Regions from separate parts of the Oryctolagus cuniculus genome. Here region 1 is linked to region 2. The links are chromatin contacts, called in public Micro-C maps. All regions are on one chromosome and are shown on one strand. Each heading gives the region's core, a stretch centred on a gene start, on an enhancer-like site or on the middle of the called end of the contact. The rest is flanking DNA. Distances are from core to core; before and after follow the strand shown.

Evidence for each region. Hi-C and Micro-C count contacts between places; a contact is called where the count stands out from the background.
Region 1: a Micro-C map of ear pinna shows a contact between it and region 2, with 1.7 times the contacts expected there. The contact joins the promoter of ACKR3 here to the enhancer-like site in region 2. A contact is called at or near these places in 2 of 6 Hi-C or Micro-C datasets (ear pinna and an unstated tissue).

The regions. Positions count from the first base shown.
Region 1 is chr3:3,497,681-3,503,961 of mOryCun1.1, forward strand. It overlaps ACKR3 (atypical chemokine receptor 3), which reads right to left and starts at 3,984. Exons shown (of 2, transcript XM_002723240.5): 1 at 3,098-3,984.
Region 2 is chr3:3,185,214-3,191,811 of mOryCun1.1, forward strand. LOC138849100 (a long non-coding RNA gene) reads left to right here. Exons shown (of 2, transcript XR_011387524.1): 2 at 17-319. Among named protein-coding and RNA genes, the nearest start is that of COPS8, 100 kb to the left of the region's middle. Within about 2 kb of position 3,293, at least 1 of the 8 cell types and tissues checked has an H3K27ac peak or open chromatin away from gene starts, as enhancers often do. A contact at or near this core is called in ear pinna, where this site is marked.

The DNA.
Region 1 (6,281 bases), core at 2,734-5,233, 310 kb after region 2:
AGCAGGCGGAGGGAGAAGCCAAGGGAGGCTCCGGCCCAGGCGGCTCTCTGTGGCCCTCGCCGGGATGGGAGCAGAATGGCAGCTCTGTCCCCTGGTGCCCCCCAAGCAAGAACCAGGCCTCATGGGTGACACGGTCTTCAGTGGCCTAAGCGGTCTTGCTTTCCCTAAGGAAGGAACTTCTCTGAGTTATTTGAGAACTCAAAAAAATCATGGCGGGGGGGGGGGGGGGTCATGCTCTGATGCAGGCGGGGCCCACCCAGTCCCAGAAGCCCTAGAGCCGCTTCGGGCTGACACTTGAGGGCGGCAGCCTTATCCACTGGCAAGTGTGTGGGGAAGAAAAACAAGTCCCACACCCAGAAACCCCACTGGGTCCGCCGAGCCGGGAAGAGCAAGGCTGTGGCGGCAGGAGCAGATCCAGGGGCCCCACCTGGCCAGGGTGGGGTCAGGGCTGGCCCGGGGCACTCAGACCCGACTCCCACGCAGCCTAGGACCCGGACAGGCAGCAGGCTGGGAGAATCCTCCACCCAGGGCTCCCCGCTTGGCGCAGGGGGATGCCCAGGACACTGCACAGCCAGGCTGCTCCTGGGAAAGCCAGGCCGGACACCTGCAGAGCTGTCGGTCACCATGGGAACAGCAGAAGATGCTGACAGTGCGGCCACACAGCCCTCAACACGCAGAGACCCCGCACTGCCCACCGGGGGCCCCTGTGTCCGTCCCTGGGCCAGCAGCAGCTCAAGGCCACTCCTTAGCCCCTTGTCCACCTGGAACCCAGCACTGACTGTGTGCAGACCCACTTGCGGCTCTGGAAAGCAGTCCCCATAGACAGAGGCAAGTCCACAGCCACCACAGCCACAAGGCAACAAGGGATTTTCTTCTACTCTAAGTGAGTGGCTGCTTGGAGACCAAAGTCTCCTGGCAGAAAAGCACCAAAAATTCAACATCAGGGACGGGACCCCACCTCCTTCCCGACCTGTCTTGTTGCACCCTGCTGGTTTTCATTGTAACAGAAAATACGGCTCCTGGAGCTGCCTGCTCCTTGGCTTTTCTGGACTTAAAAGTAGCTGACACACACAGACTGAATTCTTTCTAAATTACGGCTGAACGCACGCAACCCAATTAGAAGGCATTTGTACACGTTTCCTGGTCCTAATGGCAAAATGCAGCTTCCCGCTTGTCTAGTTTTAAGCACACACGCCTCCGGCCCCTGATTCCATCCCGTCCTGCAGAATCGCGGAGAGCGATCTCAAGTTGGGAAATCTCTGGGATCTGTTTCTTACTCCTGGTCACTCTCACGGTTTACAAAGTGGCCGCCCCGCAGCCCCATGTTGAAGTAACTGCAACCAACCTTCCCCCCACGCCCACTGGAAAACAGCGGCCCTCCGCCCGAACCCACCACACAAAAAGCCACTGTTCCTGATTAAGTAAGGGTTTTTGTTATTTTATTTTTTTTTCCGCCCAGAAAGCCTGCCCTTGGCCTCTCCCGGGCCTGATTAGAAGTCATCAGGCCTCCTGGCCTCTCCAAGGGCGACTCACGCACCTCCCCAGTCAGCTCCCTGTTGAGCACAAGCCTTGGAACTTTTTAAAGTTATGACTACAACGCATGCCCTTAAAAAAAAAAAAAAAAACCTGATGGACAGCCAAGGGCAGCCATTCCTCCACTTTTCCTTTGCGTTTCCACCCCGTCCTGTGCAGCCCGGCCCAGCCTCCCCGAGGCCGGAGGCTGTGGCATTGCACTCAGCTGCTGTGTGCACATTCAAGTGTTTACGGCACAAACCGGGGAAAACAGCACAAATCATTTCCAAGCGAGCCCCATGTGCAGCTCTGCTCCGAGCGAGGCTTTGCATCTGCAGAGGGCTCACAGTCTGATGAAAGAAAAGACAAGCAGTTTATCCATTTAAAATCTGCAGAGCCCTCGCAGCCCCCACTCTCCTTTCCAGCACGCCCATTTGATCTCCACATTTCCCTGGAATAAATACAGGGACACAAAGGCAGCATCTGTGTTTTGAAAGAAAAGAAAAAAGTTGTCACACGGAGACTCTGCAGGCTGAGGTTTCAGGGGACCTCACTGCCCCAAATACGTTCAAAGGACCCGAGCCATTCAAGGGGGCTCGCTCCCTCTCTGCAGACACGAATCGATCCTGTTCTAAGCAAATGAATAGAAAGGAAAGGAAAAGAAAGGAGAGAGAGAGAAAGAAAGAAGAGAGGAGAGCTAGGGAGAGAGACAGCCAGTCTGACTTTTACAACGTCTCATTGTCCTGGAAGTTACAAGCCTTGGCTAACAACCCATCCCTGATCTCACTCCAAAGTCCTCACTCGCAGTCGCCCCTCAAATCCACGGAAACACGTGCTCCACCTGGAGAGAGCGTATTTGAATTATAAAATACCCGACTTTGCTGTGCGCCCCCCCCCCTTCTTATTCTTCCAGCTGAAGCTGGCTCGGCTTAACACTTTCTGAGACAACAATAAATACTCAAATTAGATTAGCGAGGATGCAATCAAGAGGCAAGAAGACGGGGCTGTATTTAACTTCACATTTACAGCTTCCGGGCTTACCGGAGCTGGTAATCTCCAGGGGGACCCCCGGCACCCTCCCCAGCAAGGCAGGGTGGCTCCTGATAAAACACACTGCCCTTTCAGAAGCGGGCATTTACCCCCGGTTCTGTCTGCTTCCCAGCTGACAGGCCCGCAAGGAAGCCGGGAAGCAGCGTTGCCAAGCTAACCCCTTGCCAGCTCGGGGCAGGCAGAGGGGACGGTGGGCATTTTTGCAAAGCTCCCGTGCTCCCTGGTGAGTGACTATCACAGCCTCACATAAACTCCGCACTCCTAGATCCAACACACGCTCACACGCGCAAATTTCCGTCCCCAAGTGACGGAAGGAACAGCCCTTGGCTCCTGCGCTGCAGGGCGCACCCCCACCCCGCATCGGCAGAGTTTGCCATGCAGGCATGCGATGAGCAGCCAGCCTGGGCTTCCAGGCGCCAGCCGTGTGGACCCTCAGGCACTCGGCCCACCCGCGCCAGAGAAATCCTCTGGGCGGGCCCAGCAGCGGGAGCCCTGCCCGCCTCCCCTCCTGCCCCGGGGAGCCTGGCCTCCTCACCTCCGGGCTGGCTGGGCTCCGCCGTGTGCTGGCTCCCTCTGCGCAGAGCGGTTTCCTGCAACTGTGAGCTCTCTGCGGCGGACTCGCGTTTTATACGCTGCGGAAGGGCGCCTCTAGGTGGCAGCTTGCTAACTCTGGTCTAGGGCTCGCTCGCTCGCTCGCTCTCCCTCCCCTCCACACCCCCTTCCCTCTCCCGTAAGCCTCCCCCAGCCTGCTGTTTCCTGAACAAGCAAGCTCTCGGGAAACCCCAGCCTCCCCTCATTTGCAAAGCCTAATGAAGCCACAAGGTCCAGACCCCAGGGGGGGAAAGATGGCAGAAAAAAAAAAAAAAATACTGCAAAGAAACCCTGGTGCTTTGCAAAACCATCAGCCATTGATCTGGCCTCAGGTGTATCTTTAGCAATCCCATTAGCACCGCGGGAGTCCCCTGGCCGGCCCGAGACGGCGATGGCTGGGAACTTCTGAACCTCGCTGCTGACGGACAAGCCGGGTTTGGCTCCAATGCCTCCAAAGCGGAGCTCGCTCGCTCGGCCAGGGCGCCGCACCCTGACCCCAGAGTGGAGCACGCAGCCGCCAACGTCCACGTCCTTCCACCACTTGCATTTGTAAAGGACGTCAGGGCCAGAGCTCTGCAGGGCGATGCCCCGGGAGCCTGCCCGGTGCCAGACACGCCCCGGGGGGCCGCTCGGCGCGTCCCGATAGCGCCCTCCCCGCGCGGGAGCGAGCCCGTCTGCGGTTGTTGGCATTAGCCTTAGTGAGATCTACATCCTTATCGGCGCTGCGTGCGGGCCGGGGCAGGGGGCGCGTACACGGAGCTGCACTTGGGACGCACGGCCTCGCTCCACGCACGCGGTCCCCGCAGCCAGGCGCCCTGCGGCTCTCCCTTTTGCATGGACAGCAGCAGCAGGCTGCCAAATGCCGGGGCTGGGGTCGCGAGGCCAAAGTCTCCCGCGGCTGGAGGGCCTGGGTGTGGGGAGAGCACTTACAAAGGAAATATTTTGTTTAGACAAAAGCTTCGCATTTTTCTCGTGACCGAGGGCAGCCCAGGGCGGAGCCGCCGCCGGGGCAGGGAGGAGCGCACCTGCTCCCGGGGCCCTGGGGCGGGGGGGGGGGGGGCGCCGCGCGGGGGGCCGTGGCCGGGACAGAGGGGCTGCGCGGTCGCCTTTCCCCGCGCCAGGGAGCGAGTGACCCCCACCCCCGCCGACTTTCTGCCCCGTTCCCGTCTCCTGCTGCCGCGCGTCTGAGCTGGGTGTAGCCGATGGGTCCCTGTCCCCGGGGAGGGCGCCCTCAGACCCTGCAACCCGCAGCCCGCAGCCTGGGGCGAAATTCCAACGCGGCGCCGGCCCCGAGGCGCCTGGACCAAACTCTGGCGCCCAGGAAAGCCGCCTGGGCACCCGCGCGTTCTGAGCCCGGGTGCGGGGGTTGCCCCAGAGCGGGCAGGAGGGAGCGCCCACGCCCCCCGGCGGGATCCCCAGAGCCCGGAACGGACCTGCCCCCCAGCCCCCACCCAGTGCTCGGCTCCCAGCCCGGATTGCACCCAACCCCCAGGGCCTGAGCGCGCACCGGCCGCAAGGCGGCAGCCCGCATCCAACCGCGGCGCCGGGAGGATTCCGCCCCGCGGCCACAACCCTCCTGCAGCCCGACGCGCTCGGCCGGGGGCGGGGCTGCAGGGGTCCTCCCGAGGGCCTGGGCCGGCAAGCGCTGGCCGGAGCCAGTCCGGGGCTCGCCCGTGGAGCCGCACCGCGCCGGGGTTCCCCCGGGCCTTCCCCTGTCCTAGGGGCAAGGGAGCAGTAAGAAAGTACGAGTGCATTGTCCCTGGGCCTGCAGCCTCCGAGTTTTCTGCGGGATGCCCCTGCTTTTAGGGGCCTGTTGGGGGAAAGTGGTGCCTCCCGCTGCGGAGGCAAGCCTGTGCCCTGAGCCCCCAGCACGCCCGGCACTCCGAGTCCCCGGGGCATTCTGCCAGCCCCCAGTTCTCTGCCCAGAAGGGTTGGGAGGGGCTTTCAGACACTCCCCTTCCCTTCATTCTCTGTAATCTGCACCTGGGATTTCACGCCAGAATGAGCAGGCTGTGCCCTCCCCGCAGGATCTGCCTGCAGCTGTGGCGCTAGCAGGCTTAGAAGACTGAAATCCACAGTGCTTAGAAGAGCTGCGTCCCTGGGGGCAGAGCCCCAGCCCCACCCCAGCACAGCTCCAGTGCCGGTGACTGCAGACTGGCTCCGGAGCTGTCGTTTGGGCTGGGACTGGACATTCCCCGAATAGTAGTGTGGAGCCCCTTCTGTGCCGGAAGGGCCCTCAGGCAAAGGCAGGTGCTTATGAGTGCAGGTGTTGGAGCCCTGGGCGAAGCCGCCACTCGCAATGCCTGCACCCCATAGCGGGGTCCTGGCTGCTCCTCTTCCCACCCAGCTCCCCGCTAATGCACCTCAGACGGCTCAGGTGCTTGGGCCCCCACCACCTACAGGGAGCCCCTGGCTTTGGCCTGGCCCAGATCCAGCTGTTGCAGGCGTTTGGGGAGTGAACCAGCAGTTGGAAGATCTCTCTCTCTCTCTCTCTCTCCCCCTCTCTCCCTCTCTCCCTCTCTCCCTCTCCCTCTCTCCCTCTCCCTCTCTCCTCTCTGCATTTCGAATGAATAAATAAATCTCAAAAACAAAGCGACAGGCCCCATTCTCAAAGGGAGTGGCTGCCCTGGCTGGGCTCTGCCAGACATACCTGCCTGGGAACTCCGTGGTATCAGTCTACACAGCCAGCAGACGGCTTGACTCTTTGTGTATTAGGTTCCTATCTCTAGCAGTTATAACAGAACCTTCTGTACTCCCAGGTGCAGGTCAGGACGGAGTGCAAAGTCCCTCTCAGGTTCCAGAACACCTCATTCTCTTCCCACCGCCGTCCGCAGCCAGACGCCGGGGAGGGACACCACGCACTGTCTTCTGGAAGGGCTATAGCAGACGGTCCGAGCTGGGCGCAGCTTAGCCAGGCATCACTTACTGAGCCACGTGGAGTGTCCACTGCTCTCCCACCTGTCCGGCAAGTATGGGCTTCGCAGTCTTTCACTTCGTCTTCCCAGCAGCCGCGCGAGGCGTATTTCTGACTCCCTTTTGTAACCGAGGGGACCACGGCCCCGAGGGGGTGGGCAGGGAGTGAGCAGCGCTGTGGAGGCCCACGCAAGCCCACGCTTGCCCGGCCTGGT
Region 2 (6,598 bases), core at 2,043-4,542:
CTGATCCTTGCCATAGGCACCCATTTGACCCTGTTCCCTGGGCTACGCCATGGGCGGTCCCCGGGACTTCCGAGCCTTCGTAATTAGTGATGGTGGCAGTGGCGTGGTTCCTGAAGACAAGCTGCCAGTTTTGCTTTCTGGAGTGTCGACCCTCTTACACGCGCCTGTGCCGTCTCTCAGCTTGGATGCTCTTCAAGGACGCCCGTTAGAAGGCACTTTTCCTTTCCAAGTAAAACAAGCTGTCTAGAAAACACAGCTTCCTTCTGGCTTTCCGTACCCCGCCCTCTATAAAATAAAACAAAGCCATTCTTGCTTTGGTTTTGAGACGTGTGGTAGCGTGCCAGGTTGTGAATGGTCCTTGGCACGCTACAGAACCGTGCATGGACAGAGAGAGAGAGACAGAGAGAGAGAGACAGAGAAACTCTTCCCTGGGCGGAGGGGCAGGAGGCACACATGAGGGTTAGGCTTGGTGTTAGGAGTAGAGATAGAATCAAGGTCAAGTTTAGGGAAACCAAGTCTAAATGTATTCATATACTGAATTTTCAAATTCTAAACTCTGCAATTCCACGGAGCGGCTTTGTGAAGCGACTGAATCCTCCACACATGCTCAAGTGCTGCCCTGCGCTCTGTTCTTTTTTTAAAATTTATTTTTATTTATTTGAAAGACAGAGTTACAGAGAGAGGTAGAGAGAGAGAGAGAGAGAGGTCTTCCATCTGCTGAGTCACTTCCCAGATGGCCGCAATGGCTAGAGCTGCACCGATCCGAAGCCAGGAGTTCCTTCCAGGTCTTCCAAATGGGTGCAGGGCCCAAGCACCTTGGCCATCTTCTACTGCTTCCCCAGGCCACAGCAGAGAGCTGGATCAGAAGAGGAGCAGCCGGGACTAGAACCGGCGCCCATATGGGATTCCAGCGCTTCAGGCCAGGGCTTTAACCTGCTGTGCCACAGTACCAGCCCCTACGCTCTGTTCTACAGCAACAGGCAAACAAGGGATGTGCTCAGGCCGGTCTGGAGGAAGCCGCAGCCTCAGGTCACCGATACAGTGAGCTCCGGGGGAAGCAGGTAACCCCAGCTCTGTCCTGAAGGCCAAGGCCCAAGAGACGGCCGCCTGTCATCAGCCAGACCACGGCTGCTGGGCCTTGAGAGGGAGGTGCACCCAGCCGCCTGCCTGTCCTCACTGTTTGCCGCCAGATGGGACAGAACAGGGCGATGGATGTGTCCCGGGGGCCTGTCCTGGACCCAGCCTGGGGTTGTCAGCTTTGTGTGTTCCTGGGGGCCTGTCCTAGACCCAGCCTGGGGTCGTCAGCTTTGTTCCTGGGCTACGAGCATTCTGAAAAGTTCTCCACTCATGACAAGTGCTGAGCACGGCTCATCAGGAACACAGGTCTGATGTGATGGGGGCGTTCCCAGATGCACCTGCCTTAGAGGGACGTCCTCGGAGTGGCCTCCTGTCCAGTGAGACGGAGTCTCTCCGCGTTGGCCAATGGCCCCCAGAATTGGAAGGGACGTTCTGTTAGTGCTGGTTCTAAGAAGTCATTCCTTGGGGCCGGCGCTGTGGTGCAGTAGGTTAACACACTGCCCTGAAGCGTCGGCATCCCATACGGGTGCTGGTTCAAGATCCGGCTGCTCCTCTTCCGATCCAGCTCTCTGCTGTGACCTGGGAAAGCAGTAGAAGATGGCCCAAGTCCTTGGGCCCCTGCAGCCATGTGGGAGACCCGTAAGAAGCTCCTGGCTCCTGGCTTCAGATCGGTGCAGCTCTGTCCATTGTAGCCATTTGGGAAGTGAACCAGTGGATGGAAGACCTCTCTCTCTGCCTCTCCTTCCCTCTGTGTAACTCTGACTTTCAAATAAATAAATGAATCTTTTAAAAAAGCGTCATTCCTGCCACTCCTCACGTGGCCTAGGGTGTCCCCCCTGCGGATCTCCTCACACCCCAGTTCTTCCAGAGTGGAGGCCGCCAGGCAGCCCCAGGGACTGGTGCTGGCCACAGCAGGGCTCCGAAGGACGGGATTTGTGCTGCGCTGGGCGGGTTGCTCCCTCCAAGAAGCAATGGCTGAAGCCTGGGAGGAGGGCTACGGGCTCGTCGAGGGCAAAGGCTGTGAAGGGAAAAGGAGGGCGCAGGACTGGCCAGCAGGGCAGCTTGCCGTGGGGCAGCTCTGGATTGAAGCGAGTCCTCTGTGGGCTGGAAGAGGACACAAGTGTGGCTCCGTCGCGGGCGGAAGCTGCCCCAGGGACAGCACGTCCTGAGGGCTGCTGGGCGCTGCTGTCCTCACTGGAAGCCTCCTGCTCTCCGCCCTCTTCTGGGCTTGCGGAGAAAGCTGAGCCCCACCTGCCCGCTGTGTCAGCCGCAGACATCGGACGGACAGGTGCAGGTGCCTGTGAGACAGGAGGGCGCCACGCTGCGCTACTGCAGGGTCGGTCCCGCAGCCTCTCCCCTATGCGGCCCCTCTCAGCAAGGAGACCCTGTAGCCCTCACCTGTGCTGGGAGAGGAGGCTGCAGGAAGACCCCTCCTCTGACCCCTGCTGGGGTGCCCCCCCAGAGCTGTTCCCGGGTGACCCCTGGGAGGTCAGGTTTAATTATCATTCCTGCCAGGTGCCATCTCTTCTGCGGTGCCCCTCACCCAGCTGATCCAAGACGAGATAAGGGAGGCACCAGGTCCGCTCAGCGAAGGGTAGTGAGTTCCTGGCTGGCGCATTCCTGCTCTGGTTTGCATTAGCGATGCAATTAAAGGGTTTACACAAGGGGGCCCTCCAAGGGCGGCTTTGCCACATGAAAGGGAGGAAAAGCTACTCCTAAAAGGGGGCGTGCCCGGCGCTGTTCTTGGCTGTTTTTCCCAGACCTTGGAGAGGCCACTGCTTTTCAAAGAAGAGGTCACTGGGGGAAGTCAGAGGCAGGCGGCACAAGACCCAGCTTCCCGGAGCGCCCCGCTCCCGCCCGCCGCCCACCCGCCCCTGCCTCCACGGCTCGCACAGGCTGGGAGACGGGAAGCAGGAGCGCGGTGCTGAGCCCTGCAGCCAGGACAGACGCCCTGGGCAGCTCCCCAGGCACTCCTGCCCCGTGACCGCGGCGGCTGCCACTGTGAGCACACTGGCAGGGCCCAGCTTGCAGGAGTGGACGTGGCCAGAAAGTCTTCCTGGGCCGCTGGCTGTAGCCACCCAGCCACAGCTCACTGCTCCCACCCCTCCTGCCTGGCCAGAGCCCCTCCCCACATCCACGTCTCCACCCACGACCTCACGGAGGGCCTGGCCAGTAAGGTTTTCGAGGGAGCCCCTTTGTGGTCCCCCCTCCTCTCCTTCTCAAGGGTGCCAGCTCCAAAGCCGTGCTGCGTGAATTCCCACCTGGCTGCGCCCCCACTGGTGTCACATGGTGCTCCCAGCTCCAGGTGGGTCTGCACTGGACAAACCCATCCCCAGGCACAGGGGTGGAGCAGGAGAGCGGGGCTTGGCCGATCAGAGAGTGCCCGGGCCAGCCCACAGGGGTTAGGGCTGCAGGGAGGAAGCTGCTGCTTTGGCGGCCCCTGCCACGTTGCCGTCCTAAGAGCGGGAAGTGGCCGACACGGGCACCGGGCAGCGCTGGGGAGTGGCAGAGTAGGACCAGACTCCCGCTCCCACCGCGGCTGAATGGCCGAAGCACCCCCGTGTTTCTTCTGCGGGGTGCGAGGGTAAGAGAGCCAGTATGAGCCAGCTGGACGATACTTGAGACCAAAGGCCCGGGGACAACAGCGCGAGCTGGGCGAGGCGTGTTGTGGACGGAAGCGTGACTCGGACGATGAGCCTCAGAGCACGCCTGGTCCACGTGGGCCTCCTGTCTCCCCCGGTGACGTGGAGCTGGGCCATGGCTCGCCAAGCCAGGCTCAGGCTGGATGCACAACCACTGACCCCAGCCCTCCCGACGCCTTCCGGTTCACACAGGGAGGCCAAGGCTCCGCCCCTTGAGGGTAGAACCGAGCCTGGCCTTTGTCTTCTTAAACTTCATGATGAGCTCAGAGCCTGGACGGCACAGATGGCTCTCTGGGCACCCAGCTGCTGGCTCCCTCCCCGGGAACAAGTGGCTCTTGGTGGAGTTCGCGGCCGGCGCTGCCTGCTGCCGTGGAGCTGGTGCTGATCTGGGCTCCGGGTTCTGGGCAGCCGCGTCGCTAGGAGACCCTGCCGGGAACAGGACCCTCCTCTCCCCCCACGCCCTCCCTCCGTGGCGTGCTGAGAGCTGCAAGGCTGGCCTCGGAGGCAGCGGAATCAAAGGAACCCTGGACGACAGAAGTCCCGCGGGCGCAGCAAGTGAGCAGCACCCGCAGCCCAGAGCTGATCCCGCACACCTTCCCGGGCTCCTTTCTCCTCTTTCAGAAGAAACGCTCAAGTGTAATTTACATGAAAGTGAACAAATCTTAAGAGCTCATCGTAATAATTTTCCACAAATTGAAAACACCTGTGAACGTGGCTCCAGGCTCAAGACACAGCCCCGGCAGTCCCCAGGGTCCTCTGGATCTCCTTCCAGCCCCTGCCTGCCCGGGGCCACGCTGACCCCATGCCCAGGGCCCTTTGCCTGCCCAGGGCCACGCTGACCCCGTGCCCAGGGCCCTTTGCCTGCCTGGGGCCCCCTCCCTGCCCAGGGCCATGCCATCCCCATGCCCAGGGCCCCCTGCCTGCCCAGGGCCCCCTGCCTGCCCAGGGCCACGCTGACCTGTGCCCAGGGCCCCCTGCCTGCCCAGGGCCCCCTGCCTGCCCGGGGCCACGCCGACCCCATGCCCAGGGCCCCCTGTCTGCCCAGGGCCCCCTGCCTGCCCAGAGCCATGCCAACCCCGTGCCCAGGGCCCCCTGCCTGCCCAGGGCCACGCTGACCTGTGCCCAGGGCCCCCTGCCTGCCCAGGGCCACTCCAACCCCGTGCCCAGGGCCCCCTGCCTGCCCAGGGCCCCCTGCCTGCCCAGGGCCACGCTGACCCGTGCCCAGGGCCCCCTGCCTGCCCAGGGCCACGCTGACCCGTGCCCAGGGCCCCCTGCCTGCCCAGGGCCAGGCCTCCCCGTGCCCAGGCACGCCTGCTTTGGTGTTCTGCTCTGGCTGGGAGCTGCTCCGCTCCCCAGGTCCGTCTCTGAGATTCCCCTGCACCACTGCAGGCGGCTGCCGTTCGTTCATTCTTGTATCTTAACGTGAATACGGCATTGCTGATAGTGCTTTAAATGCATGCCGATTGGCATTTTTAAAAGATTTGTTTATTATTTATTTGAAAGACAGAGTTACAGAGAAGCAGAGGCAGAGAGAGAGAGAGAGAGAGAGAGAGAGAGGTCTTCATCCACTGCTTCACTCCCCAGTTGGCTGCAACGGCCGGAGCTGTGCTGATCTGAAGTCAGGAGCCAGGGGCTTCCTCCAGGTCTCCCACGTGGGTGCAGGGCCCCAAGGACCTGGGCCATCTTCTACTGCTTTCCCAGGCCATAGCAGAGAGCTGGATCAGAAGTGGAGCAGCCGGGACTAGAACCGGCACCCATATAGGATGCTGGCACTGCAGGCGGTGGCTTTACCCACAACACTACAGCACCAGTCCCTCTGATTGTCATCCCTCTAATTGTCATTTAAATCTACCAAAACATAATTTCTAGTGTCTGTATTATATTGAATTCTATAGAAATACCCATTCATTTATCCATGCAAATATCACCAGACATTCTGATGGTTGCCAGGGTGCTGAGGGCAAGGATGTGTGTGTGAGTGTGTGAGTGTGTGAGTGAGAGAGTGTGTGTGAGTGTGTATGGGGGTGTGTGTGTATGAGTGGGTGGGTGGGGGTGTGAACGTGTATATGTGGGGGGTGGGGGCGTGGGTATGAGTGTGTGGGTGTGAATGTGTATGAGTGGGTGGGTGGGGGTGTGAATGTGTGCGTGTGTGTGTATGTGTGTGTATGTGTGAGTGGGTGTGTGCGGTGTTTGGGCCTGGTGGTGAAGACGCTGTTTAGACGCTCGTATCCCATGTCCAAGTATCTGGCTCCAGCTCCCGGCTCCAGATGCAGACCCTGGGAGCCAGCAGCGACGGCTCAGGTGATCGGGTTCCTGCCACACACGGGAGACCTCAGTCCACTGAGTCCCCTGGTCCTGGCTTTGACTGGTCCAGCCCCAGCCATCATGGACATGGTGGGGTGAGCCAGCAAATGGGAACATGCACTCTCCCTCCTCTCCCTCCTCTCTCTCTCTCTCCCTCCTCCCCCCTTCTCTCTCTGTCTCTCAAATGAAGAAAGAAAGAAAAAGAACAGAAGAGCAATTGTTGCCAGATTTCTTGGAAAGCACAAAACTATGATAAAAATCCAGATGTCGGTGCCAGCACTGTGGCTTTCTCAGGTGCATTAGTAGGGAGCTGGATCAGAAGCGGAGCAGCCAGGACTGGAACCGGCATCCACAGGGGATGGTGGTGTCGCAGGCGCAGGTGGCGGCTTTACCTGCTACGCCAAGATGCCAGCCCTCAACTGAGCCTGCTTTGAAGGTGCACGGGACCCCCTCATGCCGCCATGCAGGGAACCCTGTGTTCTGTGGGTACAGTCTTTTACATTAAAGACCTGCTGTTCTCCGGCCATTGCGGCCAACTGGGGAGTGAACCAGCGGATGGAAGACCTCTCTCTCTC